Regions from separate parts of the Sus scrofa genome. Here regions 2 and 3 are each linked to region 1. The links are chromatin contacts, called in public Hi-C and promoter capture Hi-C maps. All regions are on one chromosome and are shown on one strand. Each heading gives the region's core, a stretch centred on a gene start, on an enhancer-like site or on the middle of the called end of the contact. The rest is flanking DNA. Distances are from core to core; before and after follow the strand shown. Region 1 holds the start of AKIRIN2 (akirin 2). Region 2 holds the start of SLC35A1 (CMP-sialic acid transporter). Region 3 has its middle 45 kb from the start of TRNAE-UUC.

Evidence for each region. Promoter capture Hi-C pulls out the DNA fragments that hold promoters and counts their contacts. Hi-C and Micro-C count contacts between places; a contact is called where the count stands out from the background.
Region 2: a contact with region 1 is called in a promoter capture Hi-C map of liver, with 2.7 times the contacts expected there. The contact joins the promoter of SLC35A1 here to the promoter of AKIRIN2 in region 1. A contact is called at or near these places in 1 of 5 promoter capture datasets (liver), 1 of 47 Hi-C or Micro-C datasets (fetal skeletal muscle) and 2 of 2 datasets of contacts at active chromatin or transcription factors (alveolar macrophages and skeletal muscle).
Region 3: a Hi-C map of embryonic fibroblasts shows a contact between it and region 1, with 2.1 times the contacts expected there. The contact joins the enhancer-like site here to the promoter of AKIRIN2 in region 1. A contact is called at or near these places in 3 of 47 Hi-C or Micro-C datasets (adipocytes and embryonic fibroblasts) and 2 of 2 datasets of contacts at active chromatin or transcription factors (alveolar macrophages and skeletal muscle).

The regions. Positions count from the first base shown.
Region 1 is chr1:56,067,746-56,071,602 of Sscrofa11.1, reverse strand. It overlaps AKIRIN2 (akirin 2), which reads left to right and starts at 2,021. Exons shown (of 5, transcript NM_001278752.1): 1 at 2,021-2,255. The coding sequence starts at 2,021.
Region 2 is chr1:55,857,638-55,861,494 of Sscrofa11.1, reverse strand. SLC35A1 (CMP-sialic acid transporter) reads right to left here and starts at 1,876. Exons shown (of 8, transcript XM_003353254.5): 1 at 1,581-1,876. The coding sequence starts at 1,596.
Region 3 is chr1:56,256,911-56,260,767 of Sscrofa11.1, reverse strand. No RefSeq gene overlaps it. Among named protein-coding and RNA genes, the nearest start is that of TRNAE-UUC, 45 kb to the left of the region's middle. Within about 2 kb of position 1,642, at least 6 of the 83 cell types and tissues checked have an H3K27ac peak or open chromatin away from gene starts, as enhancers often do. A contact at or near this core is called in embryonic fibroblasts and skeletal muscle, where this site is marked.

The DNA.
Region 1 (3,857 bases), core at 772-3,271:
TCTTAATTTCAAAATATACTTACCAGGAACATAAATGCTTTGTTTCTTATTTTCCATGGGTTAACCTATCTTTTCATACTTACTTACATAAAATAGGTATCGTCTGTTATTTTCACAATATCATAGATTTCATGGAGTGTTTAGAATTTAGTACAAATTTACCTATTAGGTATCACTGTTAAGCTGCTGTTTCATTAAATGCTGATCTTTTGCCAAAGATATTTTCGAAATAGTATATGTTAAAATCATCACAGTTGTTGACAGTGTGATCGGCACTGCTGATCTGAGGAGTTGAGCAGTTCTATAAAAGAAGAATAAATATATTAAACTACAGTCCAAAAGTAGTACAAAGAATAATAGACAAAATTATACAAAATATCTTTATCTGAATAAATGACAGGATAAAAAAGCATTGAAAGCCAGTATTTGATACTTATGATCATTTGATAATATAGCATTCACGTAGATAACTAGTTTTGTATTGGATTGGTGATAGCTTCCATAGGCAAAGGACTGATGACAGTTTTTCACATAAATCATTTTATAATTAATGCTTTATTTGATTTCTATTTTAGGTACCTGATTAGAAATATAACTTCTAGGAAATTTTTTTTTTCTTCTTACAAAATGGGTCCCAAATGGGTCTACTCCCTAGACATTTCATTGTCTTTTAATTTTTACCATTCGTTAAGATATACACCAGTATTCAACAGAGACAGTACAATTTCTGATGTCACTAGCTTTTTATCCAAGGCAAAACAATTTACATCTGCGTGTCGTTCAAACCCTTTTCATTTAAAGGGTAAAGCGGAATTTAATAAGTGGATGCAAGCAGCTACCTGGGAAGGGCAAAGCATCGAGTACAATCAAGGTTCCCGTAACCTGATACTATTACTGTTGTTCTCTTGCAGTCCTAAATAGGTTCCATAATCTTATTATTTCCTAGCCCCTCCATGTGACAGGTTGTGTCTTGGCCACTCTTATTATCAAAACTAATCTGTCTTGAGTTGTTAGGTGGGATTAGCTTTCTCTTTCTCGGTTGTTCAATCACTGTAGGAGCGGTACCAGGACAACTATGTCCTGAAATTTAAAGGTGGTTTTGTTGTTGCTGTTGTTGTTGTTGTTTTTAAAGCCTGCTTTCCCCACTGGTTGGCTTTCCTTTTTTCCCACTCTCTCTGAGCCTTTTCTTTTTTTCTCTTTCGCTCAGTTCCTTTTACATTCAAGCTGTGTAGGGGGATTTAAATTCCGATCCGGAACTCGGAATCGTGCGCCTTGAATGACGGGAGTCGTAGTTTCCGTGACTCCTCCCTAACCGCTTCTCACGCCGATTCTTCCGTAGAGTGAAAAACTACAAATCCCAGAATGCACATTTGGGTCGCCCACCCTCTATGCGCACGCGCCTTGAGGCCGCAGGATTTGAATCGGCGGCGTTGTTATTGACGCCATATTGGGGCCGGCGGCGGGTGGAAGAGTCGTACAGTGGAGGGGTTAGCGGCTGGACGTGTTCGCCTGAGCTCCTGCCGCCGCCGCCACCTCACAATCCTGCCGCATCGACCGCCGCTCTCTAGCTTCTGACCCTGTCTCGACGGGGGGCGGGGGTCTTAGGAGCCGTGTCCCAGCCTCACACCTCACGGGGCTGGTATCGACTTCTGAAGGAACCGGTCTCAGCGCAGGAGCGCCTCGGGCGCGGCGCAAAGCCCGAACGGACGGCGGGGGCGGCTGGAGCCTCTCCCGGGGGAGCCGCGCCTGAGGAGGCGGAAGAGCCCCCCTGACGCGGCCGGCGTGAGCTGCTGCCACCGCCCCTCCCGTTCTCGCCCCGGCCGGCCTGGGCCACTGCCCCTGCCGCTGAGGCGGCGGCGGCGGCGGCTCTGCTCCCCTCGTCGGCGCTCCGCCATCCGCCTCTCCGCTCTAGAGCCGGTCGGTTAGGCTCTTCGGGGCCTCGCTCTCCCCCCTTCCCTTGCCCTCCCCTCCCGTACCCCTCCTCTACCCCACCCAAGCCCGGCTCCCCGGCGGCCCGGCCATGGCGTGCGGAGCTACTCTGAAAAGGACTCTGGATTTCGACCCGCTGCTGAGCCCAGCGTCCCCAAAGCGGAGGCGATGTGCGCCATTGTCGGCGCCCACCTCGGCTGCCGCCTCCCCGTCGTCGGCGGCCGCGGCCACAGCCGCCTCCTTTTCGGCCGCCGCCGCCTCGCCGCAGAAGTATCTCCGAATGGAGCCGTCTCCCTTCGGCGACGTCTCCTCCCGCCTCACCACAGGTGGGACTCGGCTCTGCGGCCGCCGGTTCGGGGGGTGGGGTGCGGGGGAGAAGAGAGGACAGGGTCCTGGGGCGCGGGATGCGGCCACGAGGCTGGGGGTGCTGGACTGCTCCCCGTTCTTAGCAGAGTCCTCGGGCGACCACGTTTCTTTTAATCTCCTCCGGTCTTAGAGACACAATAGAAACGGCCTGATGTCAAGGGGGGGAGGTCAGGGTGGGGGTGGGTAGGGGCCATTCCTTGTCGGGTATTGTGGGGAAGAGGAAGATCTTTTTCTTGGGTCTGAATGACTGGAATCGAACGTTTCCGTAGTCTGGAGAGCCCCAGCGGAAATGATCAGAGAGGGTGCTACACGGAAATACAGGCAGGAGAAGGGTCACACATTTCGCCCCAATCTCAATGGCTGTCTTCCTGAATCGATTGGTTGCACCTATTAACTCTGGGACTGGGTGGTTTGAGGAGAGGCAGCAGCCCCTCCTCCGGTTCAGACATGGCTGATTTTAGTACCGAGGGGGTGGGGGGTGGGGAGGAATGTCACTGGGGCGAGATCTAGGCCTGTCATTAATCACCCACAAGAACGCCACTTTGGCTGAGTCAAGACCTGTTTCCCTAGCAGGGTCAACAACAAAGAAAATGCTCTTCCCGAGTACTGTAATATGATCAAACTATACGTCTAGACCTTGAGAAACTTGAACTTTTAATGAAAAGCAAATTGTATTGAAAATCGGGGTTGAGTAGGTGCTTTTAGTTGGAAGTGCTTTATTTCTGCCCAGAAGAGTAGTTGGAAGAAAAAAACCTAGGCCTTGAGACTAGTAAAGAAATAAACTCAAGATTCCGAGGGACTTAAGACTATTTTTGCTTTTCATCTTGAAGCATTTCCTGAAAGTGACCACGGGGAAATACCTCTTGGCTGCTTTGTACTGCATGTGTATGTCCAGTTTTTTCTGTACTTTGAAAATCCTCATGCGCCCCTGGCACACAAGGGATAGGATAGCTTTTGTGGACTGGTAGTGTAAATGTTTCCTTTGTGTGTAGCACGCAAAGGTTTCATGTGTGAGCCTTTGGTAATAATATGATCTGTAGACAAAGCCTTTTCATAGCTTGATTTACTTGTTTCTTTTTGGTTGGCTTAAAAAAATCTTCAGTATTTACCTCTGTTTGGTAACTTCCATTTGGAATTGACTTAGTTTTGTTTTTTCAGGTCAGATTTTAAAATATCCTTCCTCAAATGCCTAGGGTATTTTTTTTTTTTTTAAACTATTGAAACAGTGTCAAGAATGAGCTCCTGATGATTAACGTTATTTTTAGAGTTTGTCTTTTTAGTGAAATGGTATCATTGAAAATTGAAATGATACGGTGGAATCTTAACTAAAAGGCCACTTAAAAATAGCTCTAGCTAACCAGCAGTGAATTTCATTTGAGGGGAGTCAATTAATATAGTGTTAGGTTTGAGAGTTAAAAGTATATCTCAGTGCTAAAATAGTCTTGTGCATATAAGGTAAGTCAGCTAGGGGCAATATTGGTCTTCACTTTAAAGGGAATTAATTCACAATTTTGTGAGCCTTTGCAAATTTGTCTTCACTGATAGATTTGTAGTGTTGGCTG
Region 2 (3,857 bases), core at 627-3,126, 210 kb after region 1:
ACCTAGCCCACAACTCAGATGCACTGCTGAGTGGGCACAGTGGCACATTTGCAGTTTTCTCTGTCTCATAAAGTTCCCACTAGCCCCCACGCAATATTTATTTCAGTGTGGGAAATGCCCCCCAAAAGAAATTTACAGTCTGGAGCTGCATCTTTTTCTCAGTTACATTTTACTATTTAAACAGAGGACATTATTCATAATACTTGAGAACTCGGAAATTCAGGAAAGCCCAGATAAATCCTTTGTGAATAACAGGAAGCTCTAGAAACTTCAATTTTGTGTTACACATTTCTCGGGGCATATAAGACTTATAACCAGGGCACAACAAATGTGCAATAGGCCTAAATCTGTATATACTGTTGCAACAGTTCCAGATAATGACTTGACTTTTGTGATTTTGAGGTTGCCTTCCTCATTAATCTTGCAGTTCCCATTTTACGTCAGTTATCAAAACAATTCTGTTTTTTGTTTTTTTCACTTCCTTTACAAAAAGACGCTTAAGGTTGGGTTTATTTGAAATGGGAGAACAGGTAAGAGAAGCACATACAGCTAATGCAACTACAAACAATGCTCTCTGGGCAGAGCTAGAGTAATAAACGTGGCCTCTCCAACCAGGAAAATAATTTGGCACCCATGCGAAAAACTATTCCTCAAATATTTGTTCAACATTTATTCAAAGGTGAAGCCAAGACCTCGATGGGAGAAGGTTGGAGAAAGAATCCGGGTGCTGCTCAACCTTTCCTAGCCACTGCTCTAATTCAGCCCTGCTCTTAACTCACTTACCCCGCTCAGCAAAACAAAAGTGCTGCGGAGTTAATCAGACTCATCCTCATGAAATGGCAATTAGTCATCAAATATTATTACTCTAATGTGCTACCCCTGGGGAAGGGAAGAGTTGTGGATCTCACCCTCCCCCATCCCCCGCCAAAATACCAAAGTGTTTCTTCTAACCATATACAACATTCTCCTTGGAAATAACTCTGTTAACGACTGCCTTTTCCATCTCGTTACGGTTTCAGTTTGTTTTAATGTCCCAGTTCAGTGACTGTTACGTGGACCAGCCGCCGCTTAGACACTACACCCAGAGCATGCCCTTAAACCTCTGAGCATCCTAGGTCAGGAGACGCAGCAGAGACCGCCACCGCGGTGACCCCGGGCCGGACGGAGAACGGTCCTGCCTCCTTTGGGTGAGGCGGATGCAGCCCGGAACCTGCGCCCCGACCCTTCGCCGGGTCCGCCGCTGCCTGGGCCTGTCTGAATTCGGGTCCCACCCACTACCCGCTCGTCGAGGCAGGCGGCGTCTTGGGCCGCGGAACTGCCCAGCGCGGAGTCCGCCGCGGGGAAAGCAGCTGCAGTGGGAGGCTGGCTGCCCCGCGCTGCCCAGACAGGCGGCGGCGGGCGCTCCAGCCCGGGAGCGGCTCAACACAACTCCAGATGCCCGTCGCCCGCGCCTGGCCCCGGGGCCCGGAGCCCTGCGGGCGCGAGGGATGCTGCACCGCCGACAGGTGCGGACCAGCGCTGACGCTCATTCGCCACCGCCCCCCGGGGGCTTCCCCTGTCCCGGCGACCGCCAATCTCACCTCTTGGGGCAGCCATGGTTCCCCGACAGCCCCGCGCGGAACTGACGCGCGCCCCCTCTGCGAGCGCTGCCCCGGACACCGGGGACCGCCCCCTGAGGTCATAGAGACGAAAGCCGCTCGGCCTAGAGCGCCTCGCCGGCCAGTGGCCGCCGGCTTGCCGCCCAGCCAAACACCAAGATTAGGCTCAGGAATCCAACTGCTACCGAAAAGGGAACGACCCGGATGGAGGAGAGGACTGTACCGCCAAGTATATGTGGACAACAGCGTAACACTCGGTTCCAAGGCCGTCCTTTTGTAAACTACAGCTCCCGGCCGGTTAAGGAAACGGAGTTAAGGGAGCGGAGCTTTGCCTTCTGGGAGTTGTAGTCCTCAGCAACGTGACTTGGCGGCAAATAGGATTTGGGCTTAGGCAATGATTCACGGATGTCAAAGCTGTTGTAGGACCACCCAGAACTTGTAAAGAAACAGAAACTACGTTCAGCAACCTTGGCAACTTTTGTAACTTTCACCTCGCTCATTAACTGCCATTGTTACCTCTTATTTAAACTTAATATAGTTATTATTGTTCAGAGTCTTGTGCCTGTGTCCTTATCATTAGCATTGCCATTGGTTATATTTACCCAGCCAGACATTAACTGCACGATCTTCACACGACAAATGGGCTTCATAAATAGTATATGTGTCCATAGGTATTTACTTCAACCGCTATAATCTTTACTTTCACTAAAGCATATTAATTAGCATAAGCGATGTTGGAAATAATTCATTGGCAAAATGAATGGCTTTCGAGATATGTAGTTTGGTTAAAAATACCTCATTTCTTACAGGAACATGATCTGGGGGAGAATAGTAGCTCACATACTCTCTCTCTCACACACACACACACACACACACAAATTGATCAAAATTGGTGTGCTGGGTAAAATGCTTTTTGGGGGACTGGTTTTGTGGCATTCCTGGTTCACGTAACCTATCGTGCTGCTCTTCCCTACTTTTCTTGTAAATTTTCATTGCCCACAAAGATTTTGTATTCCATTGGCATGAGCCTTGCTTGACTAGATTTTGATGTCTTTTGCCCTAACCTGATAAGCCCAATTCCACCAGGGACAAAGCTATCGTCAGAGTCAGGATTATCGACCCGTTCCAGTGAGGGAAGCTGTACACCACAGTCAGTGAGACATGTCTCAGACAACAAAGGAAAAGACAGGGTTATAGAATCTGGGGGAAGGATGGACTCAGGTGAAATTTTAAAAGTGTTTTGATATATTTAAAGCAGAGCTGTGTGTTAAAAAAAAAAAAATCAATATTAGATCTGGGCTGCAAAAGAGGCTCAGGATCCTGTTCCTCGGAAACTGCAAAGTTACATTTCAAGAGCCCCTTAAATGAAGGCTGTGCACCTAGATTGGAAACTGAGGCTGCTTCTTTGCGTCAAAGCCACTAAAATCTTTACAGAAGAGTGGACTGTTTCATTCTTCCTGATACAATTTCAACAGCAAGTTTCCTAACACTTTATGATTTTCGAGGACAAAATTCTTTTAGTGAATTTAGAAAGTAGATACTCAAAAACCAGGGGTTGTTATTATACTTTGCAACTGCAGCATATCCTTGAAATTTTATTTCCTGTTAACTTTGCAGACGGCATTTCTGTTATCCCAGCCCAAGCAGTGGCCAAATGGATATTATATTCTTTTTCTTTTTCTTTTTTTTCTTTTTTTTGCCATTTCTTGGGCTGCTCCCGCGGCATATGGAGGGTCCCAGGCTAGGGGTCCAATCAGAGCTGTAGCCGCCAGCCTCCGCCAGAGCCACAGCAGCTCGGGATCTGAGCTGCATCTGCAACTTACACCACAGCTCATGGCAACGCCGGATCCTTAACCCACTGAGCAAGGCCAGGGATTGAACCCACAACCTCATGGTTCCTAGTCAGTTTCGTTAACTACTGAGCCACGACGGGAACTCCATGGATATTATATTCTTAAGCCAACCTCACTTTTACTTTCCTTGTTTTCAATTATCCTAAGTATTGGAGGGGAAAAAATATCGGTTTAATGTATATTTTTTATGTATACCTAGATTTCTAAAAACTTGGTTAAAGCAAGGCACAGCCATCTTCCATCTTCAACATCTGAGTCATAAGTTCATTTGCCTGATGACAAAATAACTTTTCAGCAGCTGTTGCCTTCTCCATCTGAGAACTGATTGTCTCTATGATATTCCTGATTGTCACTATCAAACTGCAGTATTTGTCTTGATACCTTGCTCACTTTTATCTCTGCTCAG
Region 3 (3,857 bases), core at 393-2,892, 190 kb before region 1:
TCATAGATAATTTCAATGGTGTTGTATCACATACAAATGCTAGAGTGAGTCTCCTAGTGTTTCACAGACTGGAAATCTGATCCAAGAGCAGGAATAGATTAGCAGAGTTTATCTAGCGTACACATGAATCCTCTCATTGCCCTCTTTAGAGTAGAAATATGTCATTCTAGTTCAGTTTCCTGGGGTCACAAAGATAAGACAATATCTACTTCGATTTCAAACAGAATCCTTTATAGATAAAAGAAGCTTTTCGGTATAGAAAATAAAACGGCTTTTCAAATAGCCTCTCACCACAGTTAGTAATAATTTATGCTTGGTGAACAGGAAAATATGCTGAATTTATTCATTTTACTGCGCACCGCCTGTCGAAAGGGCAAGCTGATAGAGAGTAGGGGTGGGTAACTTATCAGGATTTGCAAATCTGATATAAAAGATTTTTGTAATTCCTCCGGACTTCATGAGGAGAGGAAAATTAACTCTGAAGGTGCAGAACAAAAAAATTCCTCTTACTGTCAGAGCCATGGTATCTGGCATTTTACCACATAGGCGGTTCTAGATGCTGCTTTTTCTTTTGTCCTCCAATATAAATGTTTGCCACACTTTTGAGCCCTTATAAAAAATTATGTCACAGCAGATCATCTGTGGTTATGAACCTAGAGTCTGGCCTAGTTTCATGGGCACTTTCCTGCCCCACTTTCATAAACACCTCTAATAGCTGGATAGCAGTTTACTCTCCTCCTCTGCCAACCAGCCCCGTTGCTTTAGTCAGGGCATATTTGTTTTCAAGCCTAATTATTTCTGAAGGAAAACTTAATTTTCTTGCATGATTTCCAGGCAATGTTTTAGAATGTCTTGTGTTTCCTGTCCACTTTGAAATGAAAGATGGTTTTTATATGCCCAGGTGGTCTCCTCATGTAGTAGGAGCTGTTGAAATGCCTTACTTTCAAACAATTGTTCAGAGGACATCTGTGGCTTTCTGCTTCACGTGGCAGACAGGCCATTAGGTACAGCTTGAAATTTAGAAAATTAGCCTAAATCAAAGTGCATCGGATAAACAACAAGGTGCTATTACATAGCACAGGGAACTATATTTAATATCCTGTAATAAAACCATAATGGAAAAGAGTTTTTAAAAAAATTAAAAGGCAGATAACTGAAGTCTTAACTCATATGTCACCTCTTTCTTTTTGCCAACATGTCAACCAGTAAAATCTTTACCATAAGTTAAAATTACAGCATGAAGTTTGGGGCATTTTGAAGAGAAAAAAGGTGTAAAGAGTTCAGAATTTAGCAGGCCCATTGTATAGACCTGATATGTTTGGGTTTTTTGTTTGTTTTTTGTTTTTAAAAGCACATCACAAAATTCTAGCTGAAAACCCGTTACATACTATGGCTTAATGATACTATGTCTCATTTGTAAAAATGATAGCTTAAACATGAAAATACTGCATTTTCTAGACAAAAGCTTCTTTCTGTACCCACTTCTTTTCCCGTTTAAGTCTGAAAGGACACAGGCAATGCCACCCACTAAGAATTCTTGGAGGTAGCTGGGCAGAAACCTCAAATTTCAAAATAACCACACTCTGGCCTACCACAACCACATCCTGGATCGTCAAAAGTGAGGAAATCCAATGATGAAAGTTTTTCTTCATCCCACAGGAATCTGGGGGGAGGGGAAGGGCTACATAGCTCTAGCTACTGAACCCATGGTTTTGACATTTTTGAGCTTTCTTCCCCTGAGGCTGTATCTCCAAATATTGCTGTAGTCACCTATATGGAGAGCCAATCCATCCATGAACTGAACACAAACACATGCTCCAAAAAGCCATGCTCCTCAGAGGCCCAGGCCCTCTCCTCACATGTGGAGACAGCTCTGAAGCAGAATCAGACTCATAATCACACCGCAATTGTGAAGCCCAGAGGCAGTATGGGATGCCAAAGGAAATTGCAGTTTCCCAAGTACCATCCAGTCAAGGGTTTCCATACTCTCCTAGAATTCCTTTCATCACTACCACTCAAAGGGTTAACAGTGTGGAGTCTTTCATCTTGGTGTGTTTGATTATTCATCCTTAGGTGGTAACCTAGAGATAGGATCTGGTCAAAGAGTTCCATTCCTTGCCCTTGCTGCTTCCTAAGTCATGAAAACCGTACTCTTAAGAACGTCCTTTGACTAGTTCCTTGCCTTCATTCTGAGGGATATAGGTAAAGCCTTGGCATAATCAAGAAAAATGGCAGGTACTCAGCTTACCCACCAGAAGCAAAGTACCACCGTTTAAAATAAAAATAAAATACAGCTCTTCCATCCCCAGTGGACTTTTCACTCACTAAAGAAGCATCATGATAAACCAGGAAGTCTGGGCTTTGGGTCAGACATACTTGGATATAAATTTCTACTCTATTAACTGTGCATCCTTGAGCAAGTTATCCTCATCTTTGAGCCTGTTTCCTCAAATTTAAAAGACTTTGATGAAGAAGCAATGCAAAACCCTGTGGGGCACGTAGTAAGCACATAAAAAATGTAAGCTATTATTATTGTAATTTCCTTCATAGAGAGGCTGTGCAGAATTAAATGAGATAATATCTGTGGGAGATCTGGCTCACTGGTAGGAGCTCAACAATTAATTCCTTTCTTCTTAGAGAAAATTAAGTCCCTTCTGAATCTGAGATTTTTTTATCAAGCTATAATTAATGTACAATATTATGTTATAGGTATAAAATATAGTGACTCAATTTTTAAAGGTAATGCTCTATTTATAATTATCATAAAATATTGGTTATATCCACCTGCTGTACAACGTATCCTTCTAGCTTTTTTTTTTTAGGGCTGCACCCACAGCATATGAAAGTTCCCAGGCTAGGGGGTCAAATCAGAGCTGCAGCTGCCAGCCTACACCTCAGCCACAGCAACGCAGGATCCGAGCCGTGTCTGCGACCTACACCATAGCTCACAATAATGCTTAACCCACTGAGTGAAGCCAGGATCAAACCCACAACCTCATGGATACTAGTCAGGTTTATTATCACTGAACCACAATAGGAACTCCCCCTTACAACTTATTTTATTTTTTTAAATTTTTATTTATTTATTTATTTATTTTGTCTTTTTTTTTTTTTAGCTATTTCTTGGGCTGCTCCCACGGCATATGGAGGTTCCCAGGCTAGGGGTCGAATCGGAGCTGCAGCCACCGGCCTACGCCAGAGCCACAGCAACGCGGGATCCGAGCCGCGTCTGCAATCTACACCACAGCTCACGGCAACGCCAGATCGTTAACCCACTGAGCAAGGCCCGCAACCTCATGGTTCCTAGTCGGATTCGTTAACCACTGCGCCACGACGGGAACTCCTACAACTTATTTTATACATAATAATTTATACCCTAATCCCCTTCCCCATGTTGCTCCTCCCCCTTCCCCTCTTCCCACTGGTAACCACTATTTTGTTCACCATATTTATGAGTCTGCTTCTTTTTTGTTATATTCACTAGTTTGTTGTATTTTTTAGATTCCACATATAAGTGATACCATATAGCATTTGTATTTCCCTGACTTATTTCACTTAGCATAATGGCCTCCAAGTCTATACATGCTACTGCAAATGGTGAAATTTTCTTCTTTTTATGGCTGAATAGTATTCTATTGTGTGTGTGTGAGCACCACAGCTTCTTCATCCATTTTTTTGTTGAGGGACACTAAGGTTGTTTCCATGTCTTCACAATTGTAAATAATGATGCTGTGAACATTGCAGTATATGTATTTTTTCAAATTAGTATTTTTGTTTTTTTTTGGATATAGGCCCAGAAGTGAAATTGCTGGATCATATGATAATTCAATTTTTAGTTTTTTGAGAAACCTCTGTAC